Linked DNA regions of Gossypium hirsutum: region 1 is linked to region 2. Evidence: chromatin contacts called from public Hi-C data. All regions are on one chromosome and are shown on one strand. The core of a region is the stretch at or near the end of the contact, and the rest is flanking DNA. Distances in the headings are between cores, read along the strand shown.

What was found. Hi-C and Micro-C count contacts between places; a contact is called where the count stands out from the background.
Region 1: a Hi-C map of leaf shows a contact between it and region 2, with 2.4 times the contacts expected there. The contact joins the promoter of LOC107911417 here to the promoter of LOC107911458 in region 2. A contact is called at or near these places in 2 of 34 Hi-C or Micro-C datasets (callus and leaf).

What each region holds. Positions count from the first base shown.
Region 1 is chrD08:41,556,024-41,561,974 of Gossypium_hirsutum_v2.1, reverse strand. LOC107911417 (glutamine-dependent NAD(+) synthetase) reads right to left here and starts at 2,752. Exons shown (of 14, transcript XM_016839254.2): 1 at 2,619-2,752; 2 at 2,295-2,502; 3 at 1,628-1,933; 4 at 1,176-1,399; 5 at 886-989; 6 at 405-539; 7 at 140-308. The coding sequence starts at 2,488.
Region 2 is chrD08:41,253,687-41,259,411 of Gossypium_hirsutum_v2.1, reverse strand. LOC107911458 (myb-related protein 308) reads right to left here and starts at 3,089. Exons shown (of 2, transcript XM_016839280.2): 1 at 2,808-3,089; 2 at 1,993-2,712. The coding sequence starts at 2,940. The coding sequence ends at 2,063.

The DNA of each region.
Region 1 (5,951 bases), core at 1,503-4,002, 300 kb before region 2:
TATGATGCAGAAGACTCGTCAGTAAGGGTTTCAGTGACAGGAAAAGATTCTTGACGAATTGAAGTTCAAAACTCCAATAAAAAAGCAGAAAAGAAGCAGTGCTACTTGGCAGCAGGATACAATGAAATCATAAATTAACCTTTGACAACAAGTTGGCACATGCATCCAACTATAGCAGCTACAGAGGAACTGTCTGCGCCACCAGAAAGAGGAAGCAAAAAACCAGAAGCTCCACTTCTTCTTAAATAGTCCCATAGCCAACAGCCAGGACCAAATGCTATTTCTTCCTCAGGAGAATGGTACATGATCTTCAATTCATAACATAATGCAATTAGGTAATAAACAATCACTAATACAGAGAAGCTTTTTATTTTCAAAATAATGTTTTCTGAGCAAGAACGAACCTTCTGTGGACTAGAAAGTAACATTTTCAGGTTAAAAGGTTTGCAAATATTGTAAGGTACAGCTACAGATGAGACTTTGGTTTTGCAACTTGCTTGTTCTTGAAAACTACTTATGGATCCTCTTAAACTAGCAACCTGTAGTTAACAAAGAAATGCAAAAATTTCAGTATAATTTTTCATATGCATAAGAATTGGAAAATGCGGCAAACCCTAACTTGCCACCAACTTGTATAAATAGAATCTTCTTGTTGTGACCATTAGGCATTAATAGTAGTTTGTCTTCAATAATCGCCTTCATATTATTTATTTATTGGACTTCTTGTGGCAGAGATTCTCATTATAGGAGATCATCATTTTTCCCTTCTCTTTTATGCAAAAAAACCTTAACAAAAGGTAATACATTCATAGCATTCAAGCTTCAAGTAAGAATACTTTTTTAATACCCAACAAAAATATATTGGAGTGCAAAGTTATAACATACCGCATCTAAATCTACTTGAGCAACCACAACCTCAACATCCTTCAAGGAGAACTGTGAGCCTTGAGCAACAACCTCTCCGTTCACAACAACACAGGAACACCCATCTGAAATAAATAAATTAGTGCTCAATAAACCAAACAATATTTTTGCACGAAAGACAACACATTTTCTACTGGTGCAGAAGAACCAAAGCAAGATTACTACTTAAATCATATCGCTAGTTAAATTTATGCTGGAACCTAGAGTAAAGTTACCATGAAATAAAGTGGGAAATAAAGCATGTTATTTACCATAATACAGCCGTGCACCATCACAGCCCTGGTGGTTACTGTACATGTAAACCCCTCCACGAGTATGAGTAGCACCTATAAAAGCACGAAGTCGAAGGTCTAGCTTTCTCAATTGATGGTGACTCCCACTGGCATTCAGGAAAACTTCAACCCCATTTAATGCAAGCTCGGTATGGGGAGGATTAGGAGTAAAAAGCTCTTCACAAATTTCTGCCGCAACAGCTCTAACAAGGGATCAAATAGGTTCAAATATTAGTGTTTCATCAAGAACCCATGACAAACTTTCATATGACGAGCGATGTAACCTATTTGCATGTTAAGTTACATTTGCATCATTACATAGAGAAGACATGATCTTATGATGATCGATATCCGGTTATGAAATCATTATGAGCTAAGGCATAAAACTTAATGGGAACTGATAATAGCAGGACCAGCAGTGTTAAGCTTACGTGTCTAAAAACTGAATGTATCCGTAACCAAAAGGCACTGAGGTCTGTGATAAGGCCTCAGAAATTTCAGGTGGGAGCTGAAATTCTACAAGCTGGTCCTTTTGCTTCCATGTGGTAAACCAGCGAAGCTCCCTGTAATTGCCATCATTTGCAAGCCACATCTTTGGTCTTATCATGACAATTTTCCGGTTAAAACACAAAACTTGACAATTATAACGCTCTGATCCTCTAATGATAGGCATTCCTATGCTGCACAATATGCCGTCCGTCCAATCACCAAGAAGTATTTCTTTCAAACACTCCCACCTGCAAACAAATAATCCCAACTGTCATTTCAGAGAAGCAAAATACTAGTTGTGTCATTCAAACAACCAAGCATTATCCAGAAAAAAAAAGAAAAAAAAAGAGGCACTTTCCTAAATAAAAATACCAAATGTTTCAGTTTATACTGTAAATTTAGCAAAAAAAAAAAAAGAAGCAAAAACCATACGCTGCATTCCATAAAGAAATAACCAGTAATCACTACAATTCAATTCTAATAACCAACAAACGACTGATAACCCAAATTTTAATAACCTCACAAAGCAAAGCAAAGCTCCAAGAATCGCTCTCTCTCTCTTTTTTTTTTTGGGGGGGGGGAGAGGGGAATAAAAAAAAGGGAACTTACGCGTGATTGACTGTATCGAGTTCCAAGAAATGATCTTCACAGCCATAGCCAGTGATTTCAAGCTCGGGTCCGAGCCTGATGACAGCACCAACTTCTTTTGCCCTTGTTATGGAATCCTTAATGTGCTTCAAATTGCAATCAAAATCCATCGCCCATTGGTTCAAATTACAGGTGGCGACTTTCAACAGTCTCATCTTTGAGGGAATCTCTTCAAAACAATTAAAACACCCAAAAATTAAAATCAGTTCACTCAAAATCACTTGCAAAGAAGAAGAAGAAGAAGAAGAAGAAGAAGAAGAAGAAAGGGCGGCGGACGGGAAATACGAGGTGGGTGTTTCGATATGGGACAGAGAATTAGCGGCCTTGTATTTGGCGCTTCAGATTCGGTTTTATACAGGACTTTTAAGAAAGAAAGACAGAGACTTTGAATTCGGGTTAACGGGTTCAAGGCTCCAGGATCCTTGGACGGGTTTAACTGCTGTTTTGGTTTTGACTTTTTTTAGTTTGACACGTACAATGACAAAGTGTCTAACTGTCTATGAAAACACGTCGTTTGACGCGTGTCAATGGGATCCCCGCTCTTTTTTTTTTGCTGCATTTTATTTATTTATTTTTCTTAATTTCTTTTTTTTTTCAAAGAAATTCTTATTTTTCTTTCCAATTCCCTATTGCAGGATTTGGGAACATAAATTTAGATTTATATTTTCAAATATATTTATTTAAAATTTAAAATACTTAAAATTCAAGATTTTAAATGAATTGAAATTTAGTATTTCAACAATTCAACTTTAGATTTGAATTTCTAACTATTTTTAATCTTCAAAAACATTTTTTACAAATATTATACACATATATTATTTTGCTCAATCACTTCAAAAACATTTTTTCAGCTTTGAATTTAACGCTAATTCATTTTTTATTATAAAATTATTTGAGTTATAGAAAAGTTTATAAAGTCACTAGATAATAGTTTTATCTTATTATTTCAAGACAATTATTTTTAGTTTAAAAAATTAGTAACATGCGTAATTTCTAAATTATTTATGATATTTTTTATTTTTAATTATGTTACTAATTATATTATCTATATTTGATTTATTATTAGTTTAGAGACCCGAAAAAAAAGTAGCTTAAATTTTATTTTGGGCATGGTTTTGTGGTTTGGACTTTTAACATAGAATAGTATTAGTATTTTGGCTACAACTTGAGTTACAGGCCTCATTTTGGACCCCATAATATACATATTCAAAGATAATTAAAAGATTTAGCTAAAGCTATCTCAAGACTCAAGCCCAATAACGTTAGAAAGGCACTAAAAAATGACTTGAAAGTTTAACGCGAAAATCATTAAAAAAGCCTAAAATATTTCTACTTTATGTATTCAATGGAACTTTTGTGTTTTCTCTGTTATATATTTTTTGCTCTATAAATAAACATTACTATTTCTTTATGGGTTTCTAACCTTTCTTTTCTAGTCGAAGGTTAACCAAATTTTGAATCTCTAAAGTTTGTGAGATCTAATGATTCCTAATCTTTTCTTTACTCTTTAGTATTTGCATGTTTTCTAGATTAATCGAAATTGTTCAGATTTGTTAAATATTAGGCCGATATTTCATAGCTTAAAATGATTGCTTTGTCAATTAGATAACTAGTTGATTGACTGATTTTTAATATTTGTGACGAATGCATGATCAAGGGTGAAATTAGGAATTTTTTTTAGAGGAGCCGAAATTAAATTATAAGTTTTATGATAATAAAAATGCAATTTCACCATTTTAATAGCATCTTTATAGTTTTAAAGGATTAAATCAAAATTTTATCATTTTTAGGGGGCCAAAGTGTAATTTTACATTTATTAGAAAACTTAAAGGGTCTAAATAGAAAATTTTCCATTTTAGGGGAGGGCCCCCCTAGTTTTGACCCCGTGCATGATTATTTATGTAGTGTGGGCATGTGATCTAACTTAAACAAATCATGATTGTGTGTTTATTGGTTAAAATTGGGTCACTTTCTTTCTTAATGCTATTGATAGATTAAACTCCTAAGCGACTGTTATAGGGTTATTTGTCAATATGAAAAGTAATTAACGAAAATTGTCCTGATCATCGAGAAGATAGGAAGAGATTAAGTTATTAGGCGATCGTCGGAAACTATAACTAATTTATTAAAAAATATTAAAAATTGTTTTTGCATAAATGATTAGAACCTTAAATCAAACGGATCGAAACTTTATCTCTAGCTAAAGTTTATCATATTGATTTTCTTATTTTATTTTAATTTTAATTTTAGTTTTTTAAATTTTTTTTAAAATTTATTTTACTTGTTTATTAAAGAAACAAAATTATTATCAGTTTTTTTTTATGAATTCCATCCTACCTATCACTTCTACTAATTATTATTTTTCAAATAGATTTTATTTTTTACGATTTCAACAATCGTACACTTACGTAGTTATTTCAAGACATAAAATCATTTTTAGTTAAAATTTCTTCAAAGTCACTGTATATCTAATTTCTTTGGTAACTAATACTAATTCAAGGTAGTTTGATCACCTTGAGAGAGGTGTTTGATAAGTGCAGAGGTGGCGATAGATGCAACGGAGGGGTGGCATTGGGTGAAGCAAATGAAATGAACGGTAAGAAGCTTTGTGTTTTTGAAATATGATATTCGGTACCGTAATAGTACCGATCATATCGATCGTATATACTGTTATGATCTTCAACCAGTACCAAGTAAATTAGGTTCTATTATGTTTAAGATTTCATTCCGTTTGAGTCATTCTAGTATGTTTTGACTCATTTTGATCAATACCAGCTTGTACCAAGGCATATCAATTTGTACCGATTGGTATCTCAAACATTGTATTGAAACACATTAATACGTGCTAGTACCAAGACAAAAATGATACACTCATTGATATAAAAACTTAGAGAAAAAAATTCCCTTAATTTTTTATTATAAATACTTGGTTTTAAAATTTATTTTAAAATCTAAAATTTATCTCTTATGAAAAAATTGTGTTTGTATTTGCACAAATCCTAATTCATTTTTACTGGAAATACAAAAATTTGGTTTTAAATTTCCATAAAAATTTGTTGATGGAATTTAACTTTTGAGCACTTGTTCATGTTAAGTGTTGTATGGTTATTTTTTTAAAAATAATTTTATAATAAGAGTAAATTATATTGCAAGTCACTCAATTATAGTTGAATTTATTTTTTGGTTACTCAACTATTAAAAGTTTTAAATTTACCACTCAATTAATTAGGTTTATTTATTTTAACTGGTTTTAGATGCTTGACAAAAAGGTGAGGTAATAGTTCAAAATTTAGTATAATAATAAACTTAGCCCTCAATTTTACATATTGTGTTAATTTAGTCATAATTTTAAAAAATAGCTTTTACCCTAATTCTTAAAAATTCAAAGAAATATATATATATATATATAAAATGGTGGTGTATTTTCTTTTCTTCAACTTAAATGACAAAAAGAATTCCATGCTAATTAACATCATGAAGAAGGCTACAAAAATTCTCTTAGCCGAAGCCATGATTTAAAAATATCCTCCCTCTTCATCTTATAACCAAAGGTGAAGAAAGACTATGAAAATCACACAAACTTTATACAATTGCAGTTTCTGTTGCCCCTGCAAGTAA
Region 2 (5,725 bases), core at 1,840-4,339:
TTTCAAAATATGAGCATCTTGATACCACATCATGCCATGCATAATACAAAATATTAGAAGTCTCACAACGACAATTGTCCTCTAGCGTAGTCTGTGCAATTCCTTTACTTTGTCAACAGACTTAAGAAGGAAAGGTAACTAAGTTAAAAGAACTTAGTGAGTTCCAGAGGAAAGCATTACAATAGTCATATATGATTCAAGCATAACCTTTCCAACTCAACACAATTACTCAGCTCGCCAGTTGGCGAGTACTAAACACATATAGACTATATGACAGACACTGTTCCTTTGGCTACGCCTATACAATCATACAAACAACCTTCTTCGCATTAGCCACACCAAGTCCATAATCAAGCTGTATCATTTGTTTTCTTTTGTCCTGATTTGTCAGTTTGTTTTGTAACAACATTTTCCCTACCAGAGGCTACACGACCATTTTCATGTATCACGACTTGCCAGTTCAATCGAGTTTCATTAAAGGTAATGCCATGAATTCATTTTCCTTTTTCAATCTATATTGTTCATTGTAAAAGAAAAGGGTAACGACTAAAACACGAAGAAAGGCCATTACTCCATTTACACAGATAAACCAACTTAGACTAATAACAACGAACATCCATCACTCATGTGCAAACATATCATCTTTACAGAATGTAAATATTTACCTTGAACAAAATATAAACAAAGGCATTACACACATATGGAACGAAGAAGGAACTCGTCAAAAAATGCAACAAGTTTAAATAACAAGACCTTTGCACTTATCAGAAGAAGCTTCAGGAGTTTCTTGAGCTTTAATAAAGATAGTTAAACTTATCAGATCACTATACCAAAAAACTAAACAAGCTTGTAGGAAACATTAGCAAAAAACTCGGAATCAGGAAATTTCCTTTCTTACACTCTAAACCGGCCCTAAAGCATACAACTCTAAGGTCACGTAAATAACCATGAAAATAACCTAAAGTTCATTAATATTTACCAGGTACTAAACAACAAAAGAGTTGGCTGAGTACATCGAACCCAATCTTCAAGCAAGCCTCAAGTATTAAGTTTTTTGAGAGAAAAGGTGAAGATAAAATTTGAGAAGAAAATATGGGTGCAAGAGAAAACGTAAAACTTGCTCAAAAAGCCATTACTAACTTTATACAGATAAACACGAAAGCTAGGTTTAGTGGATAAGTCAGATTCCTATGACTAAGCACTTTCTTTCTCATCATAAATGTGAGTCTTATCGACTACAATAACTTAGTTCTCTTTGAACCAATTCTTATTTTTGTAACTAAATTGTTCATGCAAAATAATAATATAATAATAAAATAATAAATAGCTCTTTGAAACTAAGGACGTAACATATTCGTGCCAAACCAGCAAGCTCGCCAAACACAAACTTCGTCCAAAGGCGCATTCATAGAATTTATATACTTAGTCAAATCTAACACCTTACCCACTCAAAATTTACTCTAAATACCATACATCGACAAACAATAATTGAATACTAGGACTTCGCCACGTGGGATGTTACATTTTTCTAAATTAAATCTTTATAGCGATTGGACTTTCACAATTTAGTCCCTAAACTTAATTAACTATTTTCTCCATTAAATTATTTAACCAAGATTTATTATATTTTCATAATAACTCCGTAAATATTCTTATTTTATATTTATAGGCTCGATTAACAGATACGAAATTCCAAATCCACATTTTCTAACCTTACCGAAAATCGGATCCTTACCGTTTTTACTTCTGTATATATTATAAATAGATTAAATGTGTTAGGTATTATCATTTTGTTATTTAATAATTTTAGTACAAATCTAAATCAAAATGACTGAGGTGGCTTTGTTAATAAGGAAGTGCCTTGAAAGGTGATGTAGAACGAAAGAGCAACGGCAACATGTTTTTCGGTTGTTTTCTTCCTTACTATCGTTTCTCGTATTTCTTAATTCGATCCTAAGGAAGATTCAGTTCCAGATACTGTTTTTGAGAGTGTTTTTAGGATTTTAATTAGTAGTTCATTGAGATTGAATTATACAGTGGAGAATCTTGTAGCAGAAAATACTCAAAAACAAGAGAGAACATCAAATATGGAATCTCTTTCGCCAGGGTCATCGCCATCAAGAAGTTTCTGGTATTCTTCAAAAATGTCGTCAAGCAAATTACTATCTCCTACGGGTGTGGCATCTGAAAACGCCTCAGCGTCAGGAAATTCTAGGTTAGTATCAGCTGCAAAGTCGGACCAATAGCTAGGAATATAAAAAACATAGGCATCATTGGTTCCTTTGCTCCCTTCACCGCTGCTAGATGACCCACTTATGAGGCTGTCAAAACTGCTGCTCCTTGATATTACTGAGAATGGCGAAACCCTGCTGGCTTTTGGTTGATGCAGCACCTTTATCTCTTCTTTCTCCTCCACATTGGCCTTTTGCTTCTTTTCAGTGGCTTTCTTGGCTTTACGGCTGCTTCTTGTAGTTGAATTAGTTTGTGAATTATTGAGCACCCTTTTGCTGAGGTGAGAATTCCAGTAGTTCTTGATTTCATTGTCGGTCCTGCCTGGAAGTCTTTTAGCAATGAGAGACCAACGATTTCCCAGAAGAGAATGAAGCCTGATAATGAGGTCGTCCTCGTCGGGAGTAATGTTTCCTCGCTTGATATCAGGTCGGAGATAGTTAATCCATCTTAGTCGGCAGCTTTTTCCGCACCTAAGCAACCCTGAACAGTGCCCACCAAACCCAAAATCAATGAAATTACAACTAGAGCAAGAAATAAAATTGTAGCTGCTTATTAAGACAGATGTAGAAAATTACCAGCCATTTTAGGCAAAGATCTCCAATGACCTTCTCCATGAGCCTGTATATAATTAATCAGCAATGTGTCTTCTCTGGCTGTCCAAGGACCTCGGTTCAAACCTACCTTAGAACAACATGGGGCTCTTCCCATTTTTTTTTTCTTTCTTCTACGATTCCAGCCGCACAATCTGAAATGATCACAAAAACCAGAAAAGAGGTGATGTAAACTCGAGAGAGAGAGAGAGAGAGAGTGCGTGTATGTGTGCGCTAAAATGAGCACATGACACTACAAAGCCGTCGCCTCCTTTTTAAAGCCATGAAAGGGGGAACGTTAATGATCTAGAAATAGCCACATGCGCCATCCTTATTTTTTTAACCGTTAAAATATACAATAATTAGTGGTATTCACAAATTTAAAAATTTTTATTTTAAAGAATTTATTTTTTTTAGTTTAAAAATTTAGGTTGAATTATTGATACTGTTACATTTTTTGCTGTTAAATTTATTGATATAAAATATTAAAAAAATCATTTAATATCTATTTAACTAAATAATAATAATTTTAAAATTATTAACAATTTAATCTAAATTTTAAAATTAAAAAAAAATTAATTCCTACTAGTAAAATATAGAAACTACATTTCTAAAGAGTACATATATATTTTAAAAAATACCTTTGCTTTTTAACTCATTTGTTTTTTACAGAGCCTAGGAAAAAGAATAAGAAAGAGTGGCAACCAAGCAGGTAAAATTCACCCGCCTGGCTTTGTTATACTATTAAAATACCCCTCTTTAGAATTTATAACGATTTTAGTATATTTCCTTTAAAAACACACTATTTTAGTATTTTTAACTATTTAAGAGTTTAAAAAAATATTTTATTTTTTATAATCATTTTTACATATTTCGATAATAATTTCTTATTTTCATGAGATTTTATAACATAGATTTAGTTTAGATTAATAAAAATAAAAATTATGTAAAATATTACAGTAGATTAAAACTAAATAAAAAAATTTTCATTTTAGGATTGAATTAAGAGTTAAAACATTAAATAGAGTTTGAGGGGAAGAATTTATATTCAATTGAGTTGGACTTGATCAAAGGGTGATATCAACTTAATAAGCTTCTTAAATATAATTAAAAATCCTGTCACATGAAAATGTATGTGAAAACCATATATTTAGAACATAGAAGTGCGTATAAAATAACATATGATAAATAATAAAATGTACGGTTTGAAATTAATTAATAATACAATTAAAATATAATATTATATTAAAATAAAGCTTTACTTTAGTGGTAAAGTTGATTTATTAGTGTAAATTGTATGGATTCAAATTCAACCGCATGAAATTTTTTATTAGGTTTTCTAAAAAATAAAAAGACTAAAGTACATAAATAGTTTTTTAATTATTGAATAACATAGTGTTTTTATTTAAATAAAAAATAAAAAATAAAAAAGGTGTTACTATTAACTGCTTTCAAGCCACACTTTTTATATATTATTTTAAATGTTGTAAGTATGTAATAAAATTTAGAATATATATAAATAGAGATTGGTTGGGAGAAAAAACAACTCATCTCATACCATGTGGCATTCCTGCACTACAGTTTGCATAGACATGGGAACAAAAACACGGTAAATAAAAAATGCATGCATCCAATGATGGAATAATTTGAGAAGAAGAGATTTGATTGGGTTGGAAAAAATGTGGTTAAGAGGAGATGAAAGAGGGCATATGTTCAACAACCCTTCTTATTGATCTGCCCTTCTACTTTGAACTAGCTAGTTTCCTCCACGTGCAGGACCCTGGAATCTATATATTTTGGCGCACACAAATTGCGTGCATCAAATCTTTAAACTAACAAACAAATTGGTTTGCATAGTGTATAAATAATATACCCCCTGTGTCACTGTCCCACTCTATTTCCATCTCATTGACCATCAATTTAACTGCCCCATTTACTCTTTTCAAACTCAAATCAGATCCCCAGTGTGTTTCATAAGAAACATTTAATTTAACATTTCTTTGCTATCCCACTAACTACAGTCTTTGGAGTTGGTAACACAATTGGGGATATTTCTTTCTACTTATTCATCTCATTTGATTTTTTTATAAATAAACTAGTAATCTTTTCCAACTATAATCGTGCCCCAACTCAAAATTATGTTTATATAATATTTGTTTCAGATCACATCAGATTCTATTATATCATACGCATCATCATATAATAGTTAACAGTTTTATTAATTAAATAAAAATTTTAAATGTATAACTTTATATACTGACATTAAAAAATAAATATAATAATTATTTTTTACATGTTGCACAATTTGATTTGCTCTATACAGTCATAGTGTTAAGATATCAACAATACTGAATTGTTATTAGAAAATTAACTTGAGCTTCAGTACAGCAACTATTGCTTATTTATAGCAGTAGAAGTTAAACTGATCTAACTAACTTTAACCAACACAAGCAGTGGTTATTCATTAGCTAACTAACTAACAGACTATAGCTCTAACATTCTCCTGGTTTCGTTTGAATTTTACAACTCTTGTCATGTAATTGAACTTGTAAATCCAGTCGAAAGCCAGCAAACTGCTTTGGAGGTATAGGTTTTGTAAGAACATCAGCAATCTGCTTAGCAGAGGGTACAAAATTAACTTGTAAGGCACCTGCAGCCACTTTTTCTCGTATGAAATGATTATCAATTTCTACGTGCTTCATGCGAGCATGATGGGTTGGATTGGCAGCCATAGACACTGTAGAAGTGTTGTCACACCAAACAACTGGTGTTTGACACATTGACACCCCGACTTCATCTAGTAGCTGTTTGATCCATAACAGTTCAGCAACACAATTAGCTAAACTGCGATACTCAGCTTCAGAGGATGACCTGGACACAACCGATTGCTTTTTGGAGCACCA